Linked DNA regions of Neogale vison: region 2 is linked to region 1. The links are chromatin contacts, called in public Hi-C maps. All regions are on one chromosome and are shown on one strand. The core of a region is the stretch at or near the end of the contact, and the rest is flanking DNA. Distances in the headings are between cores, read along the strand shown. Region 1 holds the start of IRF1 (interferon regulatory factor 1). Region 2 overlaps SLC22A5 (solute carrier family 22 member 5).

Region 1 (4,752 bases), core at 539-3,038:
CTTCACAACTCAGGAGCCACCTGCTTTCTGCTCTTCTGGCTCCGAAGGTCTTGATTTCTGTAGTGGGTTACCACTCCGTCTGCCATTTAAAGCACCCCAACCCTTCTATGCCTTGCTGGGCTTCTGGATCTTCTTCCATTTTTCTTAACAACCAGCTAGGCTCCTTCCTTGCAGTTCCTCCTGCCTTTTTGCCTCTCTAAGTGACTGTACCCACCGCACTCTGGGAAACCGCTCTGACCCATTCTTGCTGGTGTCTTGGGAACCAAGCTTCGCGTTATCATAGCATCAGATTCTAGTGCACCAGAATTGGATTAACCCATCCATTTCCTCTGTGGGAGGGAGTCAGTAGAGTGACTGACAGGTGGAATGCTGCATCAACGAGTCTATTTATAGCCTGCACCATTGCAACTGGGTGCTGCTGCTGTGAAGGGAGAGCTGGGTGAGGGGAATGACAGGACCAGCCCAGCCTGGGGGAGCAATTGACTTCTGAGTCAGCAGCTTTGGGGAAGGTGAGGAAGGAACCTGCTGGGCCAGAGTTCTGGATGGAAAAGGAACACTCAGTCCAGTCTCTAGGAGTACAAGTGCGGCAAGGTCTATTTTAAAGCACAATAGTTAAGTAGTTGCCCTTCCCAAGAGCCTGGGACCTGGGTTCCTCAACTCTTTGGCCACATCCATGGCCTTGGCCATCCCTAAGCAATTTCCCCCATGCTGCCCAGAATCTCTCTGCTGAGGACGCCAGGCAATACCAATGCAGCTACAAAGGAGCTCCCAATGCAAGGGCCGTGTGAGGCTGTGTACGTGGCCTAAGACTGGAGTGCTAGCTACCCAAGCCCTACCCCAACTCAACAGTCGTGGCTTCTCTGAAATCCTTCCTTTCCCTAAAGTCAGCTGAATAGCAGTTCCGAGGATGTAGACCCACAAGAGGGGGAGGTGCCTCTCTGCCATTGTTAGTCTCTGGGCAGGGACCTCAAAAGCCGCGAGCACCTGCTGTCCCCAAGTGCGGCAGGCTGTTTTACAGACATAATTTCTCCGTCGCTGTAAACCAGCGAGATTGGGCTTCTTATTTTATAGTTGAGGAGACTGAAGTTCCCAGTCCCATGTCAGGTGCACCTACAGCGACCAAACCGGGATTTCCTCTCCTCCGGCAGCCCCAGGCAGCACCCCAGGCAGAACCCCCAGGCAGATTAGGCTTTCCCTTACTTCGTCAATGGAGGTGAGTGCCCTAGAGGTGGGTCACTGCTCGAGAAGGGGGAGTATGAGGGCCCAGGCCCTTCTTTCTCGGCACAGCATGAGCAGGCTTGAGGAACCAGGCTAGTTTACGGGGATTCAATCCCGGTATGTTCACCCTGAAGAGGACGGCAGGTGCCCGGGTAACCACCTCACCTGCGCTCAGAAGACAGAAGTCCCCCACCCCCAGGAGAGGAGGGTGAAGAGTTGGCCACAGGATCAAGCAGGCTGGGAGAATACGGAGTGAGGGGAGTAACTGCGGGCCGGGGGCCTTCGTCTTTCCAGGACAGCTTTCTCCCGGGTAGCTGGTGTGGGGGTGGAGTGGGAGCGGACGGGGCGGGCCCGCGGTCGCCCCAGGGCGGCGGCGCCGGGCCGGAGGGGGTGGGGAGGAGCAGCCGCCCTGTACTTCCCCTTCGCCGCTAGCTCTACAACAGCCTGATTTCCCCGAAATGATGGGGCGGCACCGACCAATAGGCGCCCTCGCGGCTCTTTAGGAGGCGGGGCCGGGCCTGGGTTGGGGGAATCCCGCTAAGTGTTTAGATTTCTCGCCGGCGCCGCTGCCCCGGCAGAGCGCGCCACTCCTTCGTCGAGGCAGGACGTGCGCCTAAACCCGGTCGAGCAGAGGCCAGCAGGAGCTGTGCCAAGCCAAGGCCAGCCGTGCCCAACGGCCCCTCGACCCGGGCATCCTCTGCCTTCCCGCGCTACCTCCCGGAACTGCGCTCCCGGCGCGGACACAGCTGCCCCAGCCGCGCCAGGACTTTCGGGCGCCGCCGCTGGATCGCGCCCGCTGCAGAGGTGAGCCCGCCTTCGCTGCGGGGGGGACCGGTGGCGTCGAACAAAGGCGCGCAGGGCACCAGGAAGTGGGGGCCGACAACCCCAGCCGGGAGAGTAGCGGGCGCGCGGCGTTGCCTGGGCCCCCGCGCGGTCTCGGGAGGGCGCTGGAGGAGCGGCGAGCGGCAGCGCGGGGAGGGCGGGCCGCGCGGCGTGGACCGCCCACGAGCCGAGGTTGCCGGCGCCCTGCCGCTGTCGCAGATCTCTGTGCGCGGAGCCACCCGGCCTTCTGGGTGGCTCGGTAGGTTTGTCGCGCGCATTCGTGAGCGGTGCCGGGGACTTGAGTGTACGTCCGCGCGTGGGCGCCCCGTGCTTCTCGCGCGGGCTTTCCGCGGTCCCAGCTCTGCGCCCAGGCCTTAGGTTTCTGGCCGTATGTGCAGGTGTTGGGGGCTGGGACTTGATGCCCTGGATGGCTGGCAGACCTGCTGGGGCTTTGGAAGAGGCGCCACAGGTGTTCCTTCGGCTACCAAGCGGAGGAAGGGAGCAGGGCCGGAGGGGTACCTTGTCTGGAGCAGCGTAGATTAAATGGGGGTGGGGTGGGGGTGACGGGTAGAGTGCGGGGTGACTGCCTGCCACTAGGGAAGGTGCACAGCTAGTGGTAGTGGCAGAAACTCAAGTAGGGGAATTTATTGGCATCAACCAAAAGAAGCCTCTCCCTTCCCAAAGGATTTGAATTTGGGAGGAAAGTTCTGCTATTAAGATATCTGTGTATTTTATCTGTTTTTCCTGCACATAAATCCTGAAACTATCACTTGCATTCCTGTCTCCTCCCAAGAGTGTTTAGAGGAGTGTGGGGGAAGGGGCTTAAGTGTTTTTACCCAAGATGTTGAAAATATTTGGAGGGCAGCTTTATAACCGTGAAAGCCCCTTCCCCCATGATTGTAGTACTTGGTACCTGGTGGAAGGCATAGGAAAGTAACTGAATGTCCTTGGAGGGGTGGGGGTAGGGGTGGTGATAGATAGCCGGCAAGTAGTGCCTAAGGGGCTGCTCTACAGACTCCAAACCAGAGCCTCTGTTTTCTCTTTACAGCCAACATGCCCATCACTCGGATGCGCATGAGACCCTGGCTAGAGATGCAGATTAATTCCAACCAGATCCCAGGGCTGATCTGGATCAATAAAGTGAGTGTAACCTTTTGGGTTTTTCTGCTGCTATTTTAACACATGTTCTTTGGGGGACCAAGGGATCAGATACAGCTCAAAAAGGGAAGTGATGGGGAGGAGGCAGATGTGCTTCCCAGTGGGTCCTGCGTGCAGGGGGGATGCAAGACCCAGCCTTGGACTGCACTTAAGCAACTTCTGCCTTCCTTTTTCGGAGTGGAGGAGGCACTCACCTGAGGGCACTGACAGTTTCTAGCAGCAGGACGCTCCCAGCATCTGCAGAGCCAGAAGTTCTGATCTCTTCTGAGGGAGACTACAAACACACAGCATCCTACAGGGTTCCCGGAAGCTAGGAGACAGAGAAGTGGGCACTAGTGACAAGAAGTATGGCTGGTTCAGCAGCAGACCCAAAAATTAACCTTGCACCATTGGCCCAGGGCCAGGAAACCTCATGCTGGTGCACAAACGGCAACACAGACCCTGCAGACCTTGTAGTAATAATAATATTAATAATGATAGCTCATGCTTAGGGTACACTCCCTACAAGCAAGTGTGACACTGTGATAAGTCTTTTACTTATATTGCATCACTGAGTCCTCACAGTAGCCCTGTGAAGTAGATCCTATTAGTATCTCCATTTTCACATAAGGGAACTGAGGCCCTGAAAGGTAGACCGTGAGTTCACAGAAGAAGTGATAAAGCCAAGATTTGAACCTGAATAGTCAGACTCAAAAATCCATAGCGTTAACCACCAGTCATGACAAAAGTGGGGCTTAGTCTTTATATTTGTCACTGTGATTCCTCGTTTCACAGAGACCAGTGAGGGACCAAGAGGTATAGTGACAGTGCCAGTGTCACACAGGTAGTCAGCATCGAAGACTGGCAGAGGGCTCCCTCAGGTATATGGCCAGGACCCCCTGTGTAGGAGCCAGTGGTCCCAGGTGTCCTAAGCAGTCCTGTATGATGGATGGAGTCCTCCCTTCCATGTTGGTGCTGAAAGCCAGAGAGCATCCCAATGTGCTCTGTGTGTGTCCCACACATCTGTAACAGGCAGAGGGAGACCTTTGCTGAGCTGATGTTGCCATAGCTCTTCAGAACCCAGAGCCCCTACTGAGAGATTGAGAGCTATACAGTTGTCTGTTTAAGCCGTTCTTAGGAAGGGTCAACCCAAGCCAGATGTCAGGGTGAAAAGGGGAAGTCAAACTTTTCCCAGACTTGGGGGGCTGGGCAGACTCATGCAAAAAGCCTGTGGCCTCTGAGATGACACAGCCTTGTATATGTGTGTGTGTGTGTGTGTGTGCCATTCAGGAGGAGATGATCTTCCAGATTCCATGGAAGCACGCTGCCAAACATGGCTGGGACATTAACAAGGATGCCTGTCTGTTCCGAAGCTGGGCCATTCACACAGGTGTGTGCCCTGGTCTCCAGCCCTGAAGGGTCCAGGGAAGAGACAAGGGGAGTCACTTCTGTTAACACAGAGGTTCTTTGTTGGGGTCTCTGAGTTCCCGAGACTGTGTACAGAATTGGGGGTGAGGAGGGGGCAGACTTGTATTTCTGGGGGAAGAGGTCCATCATTTCACCAAGTTCTTAAAG
Region 2 (5,009 bases), core at 1,019-3,518, 110 kb after region 1:
GAACAAATTTTAAAAATACAATTACCGCAGGAAATTCAAAACTATCCTTACCAGGAGGAGAGCAGACTTAACCCCAAGTCTTCTTAGAACAGAAAATAATATCCTTCCATCCCCATGCTAACTCTGAGCCATAGCAGTATTAGGACATTTCAAACAGAAAGTGTCCCAGCAGAAAGGCGTATAGAGTTCAGACAGATTTACTTTCTTAAAAACAAAACAAAACACCAAAAACCCAGTAACACCCTCTAACCTGCCTTTTGGCTTTAAAACCCCTAAGCTGAAGTACCTACAACAGCTACTTCCCTACTCTCTAACCCTCCCCAAATCTAGCAACTGCAGAAGGAGGGAGGGAGTGAACACAGAGGACGGTATGGAGTGGGATGTGACAGGACTGGAGCGATCAGATAAAAGGAGGAACAATCATTAGGTCAAACACTGGGATAAAGACCCTCCAGCAGACCTTCTTTCTGTGGCAAACAGCCAGGAGGTTGAATAGAGGCAGCAGGCCCCAACCCCACTGTACTCGTGGAGAAGGGGAGGGGCCCCCAGTGGCAGGGCCACATCACCCCTCATCCACATGCTTCCTGGCATCCCAGGCCCGGACCCCATCTCTAGCAGGCAGTCTGTCTGCCGATGATAAACACTCTTTGGCACACCAGACCTTTATGGATTAGAGGTTTTTAACTCATCTGCACGTTGAAACCACAGTTGGTGCCATCTGGGGAAAGTAAATGTCCAGGAGTCCCTGGGGAATCCAGGGCTGGAGGAGCACCTGATTGAACCACAGAACAAATGACTCATCGCAGGCTTGCCGGTCTGCTGGGCAGGCTGAATGCTGGTCCCGTCTGAGGCCAACGAAAGGGTGGTGCACTACCCTGAGGGATCCTGGGCCATTCCTTAGAAATAAGTGACTCACAGTAACCCCTTCAGTAAGCCAAAGAGCTGGCTGGCCCAAAGCTAGATGACTCTAGTAATAAGGACTCAGGGATGAAGTCTGCCTTTGTCATCCAGCAGGCTCAGGTATTCTCCTAGAATCCTAAGGATTCTAGCATTTGCTAGAATGCTAGAATGCAAATGCTAGAATCCTTGAGCAAATGCTACTGAGGCACTAGGTTGTGTCCCCTCTCTCTGGTAACTCACAAATGCCCTTCTGACACACTTGGCGAAATGCCTCCTTAGAAGGAGCCACAGCCCTGCCTCCAGGACAGTCTCTGAACATCCCAGAGTGAGGATGTCCTGCTTCCACATTTCCAGACAGTACTCAGCAGTCTCTGTAATGGAAAGGACATAATGGTTTCACTTAGATCCTTCTTAAAGGATCTTCAGTCACTGTCTAAAGCACAGGGGACAGAAACAAACTAGGGCCCACAGTGACCAAGGATCTGTCTCATGACCTAGAAGGATTCCCTGAAGACTCCACAGCTTCCCAAAAACCCAACAGATTTCATACTCCTTTTCTGAGATTCCATCGAGCTCAGAATTATGATATGCCCACTTTTCTCATTGCATGGCAGCTCCTTTCCACTTTTGATGACACAGATCTTCAGTTTTGGTCTGAGACACATTTGCCAATGAGAAGCCTGGCAGCCACTGCCAGACGCTTTGTCTGGAAGCTTCAGGTAGGTCTCACTTACGCACCACAGGATTATGGACATGACAGTGACCATTCGGATATTCCGGGTTCGAAGCAGATTCAGGATGCTGTGGGACTGCTGCTTCTCAGAACTCAGGTCTTGCAGCTGCACGAACGATATGACAAGGGCATGGGAGGGAGAGGCTGGAGACTCAGGGATCCAATAATAAACCCAAAAGCCTAGCACCTTAGCTTTCTGTGTCTCTGAGTTGGCCAGGGTTTTATGTTTCTTTGAAAGAAGAGTAAGTTTAGTGGGTGCACCTTGAGATGCGTAAGGCTTCCCCAGGCCTTGTCAATGACCCATTAGTGAACGAGAATAAGGAGAAAAAGTGGTGACCAGCCCCTCAGCAGAGGCAGCCAAGGCAGAGGCCCAGGCCTCTTGGCCCTACCTCCGGCCTCCATCAGTGACCACATTCCAGGGAGGCCTCTGAGCATTCCTTCCCAAGGCTGGCTCCCTGCCCTCTGGTCAGAGAGAGAAACTGATTTTGTAGTTTATTGATCTGATATTTTAAAAGAATTAATGCTTTGAGTCCTCATACCATGTAGTTACTGGTCTATTTCCAAGGAAAAAAATTTCAGATAGAAAAACAGGAAAATTGACCTCAGCTTCACCCAGAGTTACTTCCTATGAAATTTGGCACAGCCACAAACATTAATAAACCACACGTCTAAACACACTGATGTTGCTTTCTTAAGCAAACCCAGCTTTGGAGTTTGTTTTTCTCGAGTTAGCAGTTCAACAAAAGGTCAACTTCTGACTTAATGGATCCCCTGAAATAGCCTCATTTCCTCAATAATGCCAGTGGGGTTCTGGGTTCTCCCAGACAGAACCCCCAATGAAAAGCCACCAAGGCTCCCACACTTAAAAGCCCTCCCTGCCACCTCCTCCTACCCTGACGTCTGAGCTTCGAGCCCCTTCCAGAACATGTTGAGTGGGAGCTGGTGTTGAGCCAGCACTTAACTGTGAGGCCCAATCCAGCAGCTTCTCTGAGCCCATGGTAGCTGGTCTCCCTCTCCTAAGCCCTGGGTCTGCATCCGGAGTCCCAAGCGTCTCTCATGTTCCTTCTGAACACACGTGAGTACGACTGCTGGTGGCTGTTCTCACAGCAGGTCCCTTATCTTCCCATCAGATCAGAGACACATTCCAGAAGCTCATCAGCCAGCAATTACAACTTCTAACCTCTTGTGGTAGTCATGAGACTAAGAAAAACTGCCTGCTGCAGAGGGCGGAGGGAGAGGGAACAGGAAGGAGAAGCAAGACCCAGGAATCAGGCAGAGCCAGGAAATTACTCATGGTGCATGAGAACAGGGTTTGCAAGAGGGGTGGGGTAGGGGGAAGGGGCTGATATCAAGGACCTGGCTGCAAAGGGATATGCAGCAACTAATGACTGGTGAGTGGAAGGAGACCAAACATTTCTAACTCCAAACCTACTTCTGCTTCATATTTTATGTACTATATTTCTTTTCTTTTCTTTTTTTTTTAAGATTTTATTTATTTATTTGACAGAGAGAGATCACAAGTAGACGGAGAGGCAGGCAGAGAGAGAGAGAGAGGGAAGCAGGCTCCCTGCCGAGCAGAGAGCCCGATACGGGACTCGATCCCAGGACCCTGAGATCATGACCTGAGCCAAAGGCAGCGGCTTAACCCACTGAGCCACCCAGGCGCCCTGTACTATATTTCTTTTAAAATGAGAAACTATAAGGCATTAAGAAGCAATGATTTCCCACAATGCCAACTTCATGAAATGCCTATTACTCAAAGTGTTACTTAATGGTTTGACTATATGATTGCCTAGAAAAGAATTACAGAGTATGACAACTTAAAACCCACAGGGAAGGTGAAGAGATTTAACAGCTGGTGCCTTCTCCCCAACTTGTGAATTTTAACAGGGCCTGCTTGGGGGCTGCTGGGGCTCAGGCAGAGAGAGGGCTGGGCTCCTGCATGGTGTTGCCCTAAAATCATGGTCACCGAGACCCTCTCACCAGCTCCCTTGCAGGGCTTACCTCACTTGACTCGAAGATAGTTGAGGGTGCAACAATCCCGTTCATTTTGGCAGCCTTGCGGATGATCAACTCTGCTTCTTTAAGTCGTCCCTGAGAGATGAGCCATCGGGGGGACTCAGGGATGAACCTGGAAGTACAAGGAGCCATTTTGCTGAGGCCATCCTGCCCAACAGACCAGGTGGAACATATGTGGAGGCAGGAAAACGGGCTTTTAGAACCAGACATGCGTTTGGGGAATGTCTGGTGTTTCCAGACCAAGCAGAGATGGTTCACACCATACCCACTAATGATCCAAAGTGTGAGCTTCTGAGTATCCTGGAGTGCATAAAATTTAGAGGGGCCTGCTCCTCTTCAGGCTGGCCACCTCCATTTCTGAAGAGCGGTGGTGCCACCTGCTGGACAATGAGGAGACAGGCACAAGATGGGCTCAGAAGCCTGGCTTCTGTGGTGGGTGCAGGCTGGCCCAGACCCTTGCCCCACTGTACTCTTTGGCTTGGCTCTAGCATCCACAGAAGCTTCTGCACTGACCTCTTCGCCTACAGTTTTTCCTCACTCCCCATACGGGATCCACACAAGTGACTTGTCAGACCCCCTACATAAGTTTATCAAAGAACCTGGGACTTTGAGACTTTGTGGATCTTATTTCCTATGTCATTCGATGGCCCCTGCCCTTTGGTCATGACCAGGACCCATGCTATGCTCTATGTTCTCTTCTATTATGCTCTGAAATGCTCTCAGCTCTGAGGGGAGCCGTGATCTCAAGAACCCCACCTACAAGGTGCGATTCCCACCTCAGCCTCTCTGCTGTGTTCCCTCTCTGGGTAAGGAGGGCCTCCTCTCTGGTGGCCTAACTCCTCTATCTTGGAGGCCCATATGGAGTCTGGCTTCCTCTGTGTGGCCACCCTGAGGACTCTCACTTCCAGTGCTCTCTCTCTTCTTCCAGCACCTGCACTGTGAAGCCTCAGAAACACAAGCCAGAACTAGGGCCTACGCTTCCTGAAGGTCATGCTAGACCCCATCATCTTTCAGCTACTACTACTTCTCTCTGCACTTCGATCAGCGCAGCACAGGACTGAGAACAAGTCTGTTGATGTCTGAGAATTCGTCTTGTTTTCTTTTTGGCTCTTCTCAGTATGGAGAAAACATTCTGAAATGACTTACAAAGAATTGCTACTTCCGGTCTCTGGGAGCCTTAATAGAGATTTGTGGCTTGCTGCTGCCCCCTAGTGAATGACGGACAGAAGACATCTGCTGGTGGGCATCACTGGGCGCAGGCGACACTCACCACCAGAGAGCCGCACACAGCACCCCCGGCACCGTCAGCGCCAGCAGCAACATCCGCCAGTCTCTGATGAAGTAGGCAAACAGTGGC

Evidence for each region. A called contact is a pair of places that touch in the nucleus more often than the background predicts.
Region 2: a Hi-C map of tongue shows a contact between it and region 1, with 7 times the contacts expected there. The contact joins the enhancer-like site here to the promoter of IRF1 in region 1. A contact is called at or near these places in 3 of 3 Hi-C or Micro-C datasets (fibroblasts, muscle and tongue).

Annotation. Positions count from the first base shown.
Region 1 is chr1:246,044,719-246,049,470 of ASM_NN_V1, forward strand. It overlaps IRF1 (interferon regulatory factor 1), which reads left to right and starts at 1,789. Exons shown (of 10, transcript XM_044227988.1): 1 at 1,789-2,022; 2 at 3,089-3,180; 3 at 4,468-4,567. The coding sequence starts at 3,094.
Region 2 is chr1:246,149,838-246,154,846 of ASM_NN_V1, forward strand. SLC22A5 (solute carrier family 22 member 5) reads right to left here. Exons shown (of 10, transcript XM_044227976.1): 4 at 4,923-5,009; 5 at 3,638-3,764; 6 at 1,639-1,739. Among named protein-coding and RNA genes, the nearest start is that of SLC22A5, 16 kb to the right of the region's middle. Within about 2 kb of position 2,269, the one cell type or tissue checked has open chromatin away from gene starts, as enhancers often do. A contact at or near this core is called in fibroblasts, where this site is marked.